2 separate regions of the Sus scrofa genome follow, and region 1 is linked to region 2. Evidence: chromatin contacts called from public Hi-C data. All regions are on one chromosome and are shown on one strand. The core of a region is the stretch at or near the end of the contact, and the rest is flanking DNA. Distances in the headings are between cores, read along the strand shown. Region 1 overlaps WISP1 (WNT1-inducible-signaling pathway protein 1). Region 2 overlaps ZFAT (zinc finger protein ZFAT).

Region 1 (4,863 bases), core at 120-2,619, 1.1 Mb before region 2:
CCCGGAGGGTGGGTCTTGACTGTCTAAGAGACACCCAGGCCCCTTAGAGTGAAAAATGCCCCATCCATCCATTCCACCAGGCGACACTTACAAAACCCTGCCCTGTGCCATGGGCTGTGTTTCAGGCCCACAGAGAGAAGGAAGGCACAGACCCCACTTTTATAAGCTCACATTCTAGTGGGGAAGGTAGCACCCCTAACATAGCCTGGGAAAGGCAAGGTGGGCTTCCTGGAGGAGAGGGCTTTTTGATATCCTCTCCCAAAAGTAGGTCCTGAGGGACCATCATAGATAGTCCCAGGATTCCTAAAGCTCTGGGCCACCACTGTCACAGACTGACGAGGAAAAACCTCATGGAGTCAGAGAGAGGAGGGTTCGTGTGTGTGTGTGTGTGTGTGTTTGGTTGGTTCATTGATTTGGGGCTTTGGGAGTTTGTTGTGTCATGTTGTATTTTTCGAGGAAAAGCAAACAAGGGCAGGCAAACTAAATGCTTCCCAGATGAACACAGAGCAGCCCCGCCAAGCTCCAGAGCAATCGGCTCCCATCCCACAAACCTGTCTGAAACCAAGCCTCGCGGTAACAAAGCCTCAAATCTAGGTTTGCATTTTTGACTTCCAAAGGCGCTTTATTTGCCAAATCAATATTTACTGAACTTACGATGTGCCAAGCCCAGAACCAAGAGCCCAACTAATCCAGCAATTCAACCTGGACCACCTCTCCCGGCCTCTGGTCCTCACAGCCCAGCATGCAAGCATGCACCCCACTCCCAGCAGCAGAGAGCTTCCTGTTCTGGTGCTCAGAGAGCTACTGGCTGCTCTCCCCCCAACCCCTGCCAGATGCTCAGCAGTCTGTTCGTAGCTCATATCGTAATAACTCAACTCTGAGGTCTGCCTCTCCTATAAGCTGTGGCCTCACAAGCACAGGAAGTTTTAAACTCCATCTTCAAATGCCTAAAACTTAAGAGAAGAGCGACCATGAGCCAACACAGCAAACGTTTGTTGAGTGACTAAAAGAGCCCAGAGCAGGCAGAGGTAAAGAGTGCAGAAAGGAAAGATCAGAGAGTCATTTGCATCAGGGCCCCAATGTGGGACATGTCATCCTGGTCCTGTCCCTCTGCCTCTTTGGGTCTGGACTTCCTCCTCGGGAAAAGGGAGAAGAATCTGCATAGCTCAGCATGTGTTGTTCAGAGAATGAGGTGCCGGTCTATCACTTCCACAGAGAAGGGCTCCTCTGGTTCAAGATAGAGGAGACAGCCTGTGTGACCCCCCACATAAGCCCTGGCCCCCACCTCTGCCAACCAGCAGGGACCACCAGCCTCGGGGAGGGAAAATGCCTGGGAGCACAGCCCGACCCCTCCCTCTGCAGGCAGTTCCCTTCCTCCCTGTAAAGAGGGAGGGGCCAGGATGGCGGTCTGGGGAGGCAGCAGAGGGGGCAGGCAGGTGAGTGGATCCCTGACACTCAGGCAGCTTGAAGGTCCTGACCCTGGTCCCCACCCCAGGGAGCCTCCTGTTCTACCTGCCTGATCTTCGGCACAGGGACGGCTCATCTCATTGCCCTTCCCCCATTGGCCTGTTGTCCTGTCCGTCACATTTGCCAGTATGAAGATGAGCCTATGGGCAGGGGGATGGGAATGGGGCCCTGGGGAGAAGGGCAGGTGGGGGAGTGGAGCGGGCAGCCCTCACCCTTATCACAAAAGAAAAGGACCCCTGGCTGCTGGGCTTTCACTGGCAGCTGGACCATCGCTCCCCTCGCCTCGGGGGCAGGGCGAGCCAGCTTCAGGTGCCTTGAGGCTGGACACCTGTGACCGACCGGCTGGACCCCACTGCAGCCCTTTCCCTTGGCTTAGAGGGGAGAATAATAATAATAATAATAATAATAATAATAGGATAATAGGTCAGCTGGCTGAAATCTCCTTTTAAATGAGTCAAGTGGCTCTTAAGGACCCTTAGTGGAATAGAGAGGATGGATCTTTAGGACGGAGAGAAGGATGATGGGGTGAAGGGTGATGGGGTCTGGGACGCGCCTCGCGGCGTTTTGGGGAGGGTGAGAATAACACACCACTAGGTATAAAAGAGATGGTTAACCAGAGTCTATTGTACAGCACAGGCACATCTACTCATTCGTTGGCAGTAACTTGCATGGGGAAAAAGAATGGATGTATTTCTATGTAGGACTGATTCTCTCTGCTGTGCACCTGAAACGAATACAACTCTCTAAGTCAATTCTACTCCAATAAAATTAAATGTTTTTTAAAAAGAAGAAAGTTCCCATCACAGCATAGCAGGAACAGCGGCGTCTCTGCAGCTTCAGGACGCAGGTTTGATCCCCGGCCCAGCAGAGTGGGTTCAAAAATCTGGCGTTGCCACAGCTGCGACATAGGTTGCAACTGTGGCTCAGATCTGATCCCTGGCTTGGGGACGCCACATGCTGCAGGGCGGCCAAAACAGAGAAAAAGAGGAAGAAGGTGTTTACGTAAAGCCTCAGCTCCCTCGACTATAAAACAAGGTGCCTCACGGACCTTCCTGGTTTCGAGGTGATGGGCAAGAAAGGAAAACATGCGAGGGATTCAGAGAATTTCCCCCCTCTCCCCACCTACCAGCAGGGGATTTAGACACTGGCTTAAGATCTCTGAGCTCCTGGCTCCTCTGTCCTTTCTGTTTCATTTGGGAGAAAGAAGATGCCTGGCCATCAAAAGCCCTGGAGGAAAAGAGAATTTGGTGTAAACCTTTGAGCGCCGTGAAAACTGGACGGTGATGGCAGGTCTGGGGCTTTGACACCCCGGCCTGGCAGCCCCCTTTATGTCTGCCCTTCGCCCTCCCCCACAGGCCTTCTCTCCAGCCCCCACGGCCATGGCCTTCACCCCGGCACCTCTGGAGGACACTTCTGCACGCCCCCAGTTCTGCAAGTGGCCATGCGAGTGCCCGCCGTCCCCACCCCGCTGCCCGCTGGGGGTCAGCCTCATCACTGACGGCTGCGAATGCTGTAAGATGTGCGCTCAGCAGCTCGGGGACAACTGCACTGAGGCCGCCACCTGTGACCCCCACCGGGGCCTCTACTGCGACTATAGTGGGGACCGCCCGAGGTACGCAGTAGGAGTGTGTGCACGTAAGTGACACCCCCCCACCTTCCAGCCAGCACCCAGCACCCCCAGCTCTGCCCCCCCCATTCCCCCTCCTCTGGCCGGCTCCAGTTCTGCAGGAGGCACCCCCCAGTTCAGTCCCTGATTAGGGACCAGAGGCTGCACCCCATTTCCTGCGTTCCTCTTGCATACAGATCCTGACTCCCTTCCCTCTTCTCCATCCTGGAGGCATATCCATGGCTGACTCCAGGGGAGAAGGAGCCCCCAGCAAAGACCTAAGCCTGGTTTGGTTCTCTTAGGGGTAGGACTTTTTGCAGGATGCCTGTGACCTTCCAGGGGCACCAGCACCCTGTGGAGATTCAGATATTTTAGTATTGTTGTAAATTAAAATAATACGGTTTAAAAATATCTAGTAGGGAGTTCCCGTTGTGGCTCAGTGGTTAAGAAATCTGACCAGGAACCATGAGGTTGCAGATTCGACCCCTGGCCTTGCTCAGTGGGTTAATGATCCGCTGTTGCCATGAGCTGTGGTGTAGGTCACAGACGTGGCTCGGATCTGGCATTGCTATGGCTCTGGCGTAGGACAGCAGCTACAGCTCCGATTAGACCCCTAGCCTGGGAACCTCCATATGCCGCAGGAGAGGCCCTAGAAAAGGCAAAAAGACAAAAAGACAAAAAAAAAAAGAAAAAAAGGACCCAAATAAATAAATAAATAAATTAAATAATTAAAAACATCTAGTAGCCTTGAAAGAATAAAATCCAGCAGCCTGTATCCACCATGTCCTACCACCACCCCATTCCTCTAGTGACTGCCGTCACTTCTTTTTAGCCCTATTCAGTACATGTCTTCCGATATATGTCGACTGACGGAAAATATCAATTGTGGATAATTTAGTAATGACTCTATAGGATAGCTGATGACTTAGCACCTTAATACCACCTGTACCTCCTCCATCTTCCAATATCAGAACCATATTTTTGGTTGTAAACCACAACTTAACCACAATTTACAATATTATGACTATGTAAGTTTCACTGCAGCATGAGATAGTATATGCGTTTGAATTTCCTTTATTATCAAGTCTTTTGTTTTTCCTGGGGTTTCTATTTGCTTTCGCTTTTGCTTTCTCCATGGTCTTTATAGGAGCCCACACTGCATGAGAGTTTTTGTTGTTGTCTGTTTGCTCTTCAAGGGAAATCTTTGTTGTTCCCAGAGCTCTCCTTTCTGGGACTTTCTGGTCTCTTGTTACTACCTGGACTGGGATTTGCTTCGCTTGAATCATGTAGGCATTTATTCAAGATACATGACCCAGCTTGATGAAGAGAGGTAACTAGGCATCAGACGCAGTAGCCTAACTTCTGAAAAGTTACACAAAGCCTCATAAACCCAAGAATGCCTTTCCTCCCTTGATGCTGACTCAAGCTTTCCCCATAACCTCCTTGCCTATTCTCGCACAGCAGCCTCTCATCCTCAGCGGGCCCATTACATTTCCTGAAGTGGGGTGTTGACAAGTGCTTTCTTATGTGCACTTTCTGCTCTTTTGACATCCGCTCATGCTGCCGCTTTCATCCTAAGTCGTCTGTCTTTGGCTTTCCATGTAACCACCTTTGAGGCTCCCATCTTTCCATTTTTCCCTCTTTTACTAAGACTCGTTATTAGCCCCACAAAACACTGTGTTCAGAGAGAACCTGTAGCACCATCTGCACAGAAACATTTGACACAATTAAAACTATTTTCCCTGGAATTCCTCTTGTGGCTCAACAGAAACGAATCCAGTGAGCATCAG
Region 2 (5,185 bases), core at 42-2,541:
ACTCCATTTGAGAAGAAGCAGGTACAGTGCTTGGCACATGCATGACCTTGTCCAAAATCAAACACCTTGTGAGGTATACATCTCACGGGGAGGAGTGAGACGGCTCACAGAGGGACAGCCAGGGCTCGGTCTGGTCCCTGTGCCACCTCCATGGGGTGGCAGGCCTCTGTGGGCTCTCAGGGCTGGCTCTGCACCCACATCTTTGTCCAGCACATTCCTCACCACCTGCATGCGTTACCTGCCCCCAGAGCCCCACCCACCCCAGTGTCACCCATCCTCGTCTTAACACGCCACCAGGGGCACAGCAGGTGGTATCAGTAAGTGTTAGATGAACTGGTGATGAGAAACACCCTTAGCCACTTACCCATGACCACAAGAAGACAAAATGCTCACGACCAGACCATCAAGTTTCTCTATTTAAAAGCCAGAGTAGGAGTTCCCATTGTGGCTCAGTGGTTAACGAACCTGACTAGGATCCATGAGGACACAGGTTCGATCCCTGACCTCGCTCAGTGGGTTAAGGATCCAACATTGCCGTGAACTGTAGTGTAGGTCGAAGATGAGGCTCAGATCCCGTGCTGCTGTGGCTGTGGTGTAGGCCAGCAGCTACGGCTCCAACTCAACCCCTAGCCTGGGAACCTCCATGTGCCCAGGGTGCTGCCCTAAAAAAAAATAATAGTAAATAAAAAATTAAAGCTATAGTGTAAAAAACCCTCTGCCTTCCTCTTGTTGATTAGTATAAATCATCCTTCTCTGCTTTTCAACTTTTACTTGGATTGATTAGAGCGTTCAACAGCCAAAATCAAGATCCTATTAAACCGCTGACCTTAGGAGATGAGCAGGATGGCAGATTCTTTCAGAGTTAGATTTTTTGTTTTCTTGTTTTTCACCTGCCCTTAAGTTATTAAATTCATAAGTGCTGGCAGCCTCCCAGTAGGAGTGGAAATATTTCAGCAACATACAGCCAGACTGCTGTCACATCCAAGGTAACGAATAAACTCTCACACTGTGTAGCTTAGTACAATGGAAAACACTTTTTCCCCTTTATTTTCAGGATAAAAGGCCGGGGCTTGGATAAAACATTTGCCTTCCGCTTAGTTTATTTTGCAGCACTTTTAACCAGCTGTGGATATGACATATATCACCACTGCTGAAAATTTCCTGTAACCAAAACAAAGGGTCCAGGAGGAAGAGGCAGAAGAAAAGGAAGCCTCAGTCCGTTAAGCCCTCGGTACGAGCTGGCACCACCCAAGGCTCATGCCAGGCATGCTTCATCTTCGCAAGGATCCTGTGAAAGAGGTCTCATTACTGTATCCCCTCAAATCTAAGACAACAGCTACTCTAGGACACTGATACTTTACATAAACAACACTAAAAAAGATCAAAATGTGACCAAAAAAGACTAAGACACACTGGTTTCTAATAGTACTACTTGCGAGACACCTCCTCATTTAGGGATGTTAAAATGCGAGTCTTGGAATCAAGTGAAACTCAGGAAGACTTCCAGATTCTGATGGAGAAGCAGCTCGGGCTAAGTACAGGGGAGGCTGGACTCCCAGCCCCTGCTCTTTCCTTGTAAGACCCCATTTCCCAACCCAGTGCCCCCAACACACACACTTGGGCTGGGGCCCCACCTCTGGCCTCACTTCTGTGATAGTAGCTCAAACCCTGCTTTCAACAGAGGGAAGAAGACAGACACTCCCTGAGGACCAGGCGCTTGTATATCCCTCACCACATCTAATCCTGACAAGCTGGGTGGCTGCCCGCCCACAAGGCACCTCTGCAAGAGGGGAAAAAGCACCCTTTTCTTAAGACACTAGCTCCCCCTGTCAAAAACTGCTCACAATGTGCTCACTCTGCTGGAACTAGATACTCTACTACCATGTGCAGAACACTGTCATAATGAGTATACAAATCTATGATGAGTGATGATCTCTTTAGACATGGTACCCTTGTGCAGTGTGCAACCTGCACAGCTGTACACGGTGGCCCCAATAAGTCAGTCATGAAGATATTATTATTATCCCATGTTGTAGAGGAAGAAGCTATACTTTGCCTGAGAGGATCAAATTCAGGCCTATATGCTTCCAAAGCCACTTGGGCAATTCACAAGGAATTTAAAAATCAGGCAGAAACACAGATTGTATGCACGTGCCACCAGAGAGCACGGGAGAACGCAGGAATCCTGTGGCGGAGGCACCGGGGAAGGCTGCTCCAGGGAGGGAGATGAAGGGATCGGGGAGGGAGGCAGGCAGGGGGCAGAGGCAGGCCAGCCAGTCGGGGGAGGGAGCAGAGGAGAGCCTTAACCCCCAGGGAGCCTTGAGTGCAGAGGGGAGGACAAATTCAAGGTAGGGAGGCAGGTGACAACTCCGGGTCCTCAGAACCACCCCCCAAGGAAGCTCGCCCAGGAAAGGCGAGGGCACCGGGCCCCACAGCAGGAGGCCCAATGGGGGGGAAGAGGGGTAACCACACAGGAAGCCCACCCCCTGGGAAATTCCAAGAAGTTGAATCTGTATTTGAACTCTCTGGACTTTATGTGTATCCTTTTTTTCTTTTCCCGCCCATGCAGAGGTGCCTGGGGCAGGGACTGAACCCCAGCCAAGACTGTGACCTAAGCCACAGCTGTGGCAATGCCCAGATCCTTTAACTCGCTGCTGACGGGCCAGGATCGAACCCGCATCTCCGCAGAGACCCAAGCCACTGCAGTTGGATTTTTAACCCATGCGCCACAGCAGGAATTCCAATCTCCGGGTTTTTATTTTTTCTTATTTATTTTTTTATTTATCTTTTGTCTTTTTAGGGCCACACCCGAGGCCTATAGAGGTTCCCAGGCTAGGGGTCCAATCGGAGCTGTAGCCACCGGCCTACGCCAGAGCCACAGCAACGTGGGATCCGAGCTGCGTCTGCCACCTACACCACAGCTCACAGCAACACCAGATCCTTAACCCACTGAGCGAGGCCAGGGATCGAACCCACAACCTCATGGTTCCTAGTCGGGATTCATTTCCACTGTGCCATGACGGGAACTCCAATCTCTGGGTTTCAGATGCTAGCAGGTAAATGAGATTTTTCTGGGAAAAGAAAACCACGCAGGACAAAGAAATCAAGTCTGCAGGTTGGATGTGCCCGAGGGCTGCCAACTTGCAACTTGGGAGAAAAGGTCTTCCACCTGGGTGACTAGGCCACCGTTAAGCAGCGGGGGCATGGAGACTGGTCTGCAGAAACAGAGAGACAGAGACAGCGTGAGGGCCACACCTTTCCCCACCCCTCTGACTCCCCAACACCCAGCAAAGTGCCTGGCTCCGGGGAGGCAGCTCCTGAATGCCACTCATTTTCAGTTTCATAGGCTCTGGATTTTTCACATCTTCCACAATGATGCTTACATGGGTCATCCAAGAAAAAAATTAAATTTGAAACGTTTATATTGATATTAGAAATAAAGGCACAGTAAGTAAGATCTCCTACTGATCCCCAAACAGCCTGAGCCCCCCGCACAGCCTGACGGGCTCTGGGCCAAACACCAGGCAAGGAAGGACAGCGGGGCCACAGCTGTGGGTGCTCGGCAGAGACGCGAACCCTGGTCACAGGACAGATGTTTCCCAGGGCTGATGGTGTCCTGGTATTTCTCTCAGAAGCATATCAGCCACTGGACTGGGTGACTGCAGGTGGGTGGGGACATCATGTCCTCTGCCTGTCCCTGTGGGTCTCTCATAAGGATAGGTCAGAGTGACACTGAAAGTGCAGTGTTCAGATGACAAAGAGAAAACAGAAGAGAAAGTGGTTTAACCAGAAGCCAGATAGATTTAATTTGGAACTGATGAGGAAAAAGCATTCTTTTTTTCTTGTTTTGCCTTTTTTTTTAGGACTGCATCTGTGGTTGTATGAGGGTTCCCAGGCTAAGGGTCGAATGGGAGATACAGCTGCCGGCCTAGACCACAGTCACAGCAACGCAGGCTCCGAGCTGCATCTGCGACATACAGCACAGCTCACGGCAACACAGATCCTTAACCCACTGAATAAGGCCAGGGATCGAACCCTCATCCTCACGGACACTAGTTGGATTTGTTTCCAGTGGGCCACAAGGGGAACTCCAAAAAAGGCATTCCTGATTCAAGAGCTACATTCACTGCAACAAGATACCTGGTAGGGATGGACAGCCAAGCCTCAAAGTGCCAGATTTCCGAGCTTTGAAAGCGTGGGCCAGGTGAGCAGCTGCCCAGCCCAGATGCACAGGGCCCAGTGCACAGGAGGCCCAGGATTAGGGGAAGCCCAGCAGGAAGAGGTACAAGAGCTCCTAGAGCTGGGTGTTCTGGGAGAGATCCCCCGTGTCAGCCGTGGCGGGGGGAGGGGGGGGACGAAGACTTCATGGCCAAAATGGCACCCCCAGCCTCCCCACCCACCCCAGTTTCAGAGTTACATTAGACCACCCACTTTGTGTCCACAGGCCTGCAGGCCAGTGACCCCACCTGATCCGCCCTGCTGTCCTGGGAAGTGGCCAAGTAGATGGTTCCTACTACTGTCACCATCACCTCCACCATCGCCAGCATCACCAGCATTACCTCTATCACCATCACCTCCACCACCATCCCTCCATCGCCATCACCACCATCACATCACCTCCATCACCATTCCTCTATCACCATCACTCCACCTTCGCCAGCCTCACCAGCATTACCTCTGTCAGCATCACCACCAGCATCACCTCCACCGCCATCCCTCCATCACCATCACCACCATCACATCACCTCCATCACCATTCCCCTATCACCACCACCTCCACCATCGCCAGCATCACCAGCATTACCTCTATCACCATCACCTCTACCACCATCCCTCCATCGCCATCACCACCATCACATCACCTCATCACCATTCCTCTATCACCATCACTCCACCTTCGCCAGCCTCACCAGCATTACCTCTGTCAGCATCACCACCAGCATCACCTCCACCGCCATCCCTCCATCACCATCACCACCATCACATCACCTCCATCACCATTCCCCTATCACCACCACCTCCACCATCGCCAGCATCACCAGCATTACTTCTATCAGCATCACCACCAGCATCACCTCCACCGCCATCCCTCCATCACCATCACCACCTCCACCATCACATCACCTCCATCACCATCCCCCTATCACCATCACCTCCACCATCGCCAGCATCACCATCACATCAC

The links. A called contact is a pair of places that touch in the nucleus more often than the background predicts.
Region 1: a contact with region 2 is called in a Hi-C map of omental adipose tissue, with 2.7 times the contacts expected there. The contact joins two enhancer-like sites. A contact is called at or near these places in 9 of 47 Hi-C or Micro-C datasets (alveolar macrophages, embryonic fibroblasts, fetal skeletal muscle and 6 more).

What each region holds. Positions count from the first base shown.
Region 1 is chr4:8,093,072-8,097,934 of Sscrofa11.1, reverse strand. WISP1 (WNT1-inducible-signaling pathway protein 1) reads left to right here. Exons shown (of 5, transcript XM_021088876.1): 2 at 2,823-3,102. Among named protein-coding and RNA genes, the nearest start is that of WISP1, 15 kb to the left of the region's middle. Within about 2 kb of position 1,369, at least 3 of the 83 cell types and tissues checked have an H3K27ac peak or open chromatin away from gene starts, as enhancers often do. A contact at or near this core is called in omental adipose tissue, where this site is marked.
Region 2 is chr4:7,031,342-7,036,526 of Sscrofa11.1, reverse strand. All of the region lies in intron 4 of ZFAT (zinc finger protein ZFAT), which reads right to left. Among named protein-coding and RNA genes, the nearest start is that of ZFAT, 64 kb to the right of the region's middle. Within about 2 kb of position 1,291, at least 4 of the 83 cell types and tissues checked have an H3K27ac peak or open chromatin away from gene starts, as enhancers often do. A contact at or near this core is called in omental adipose tissue, where this site is marked.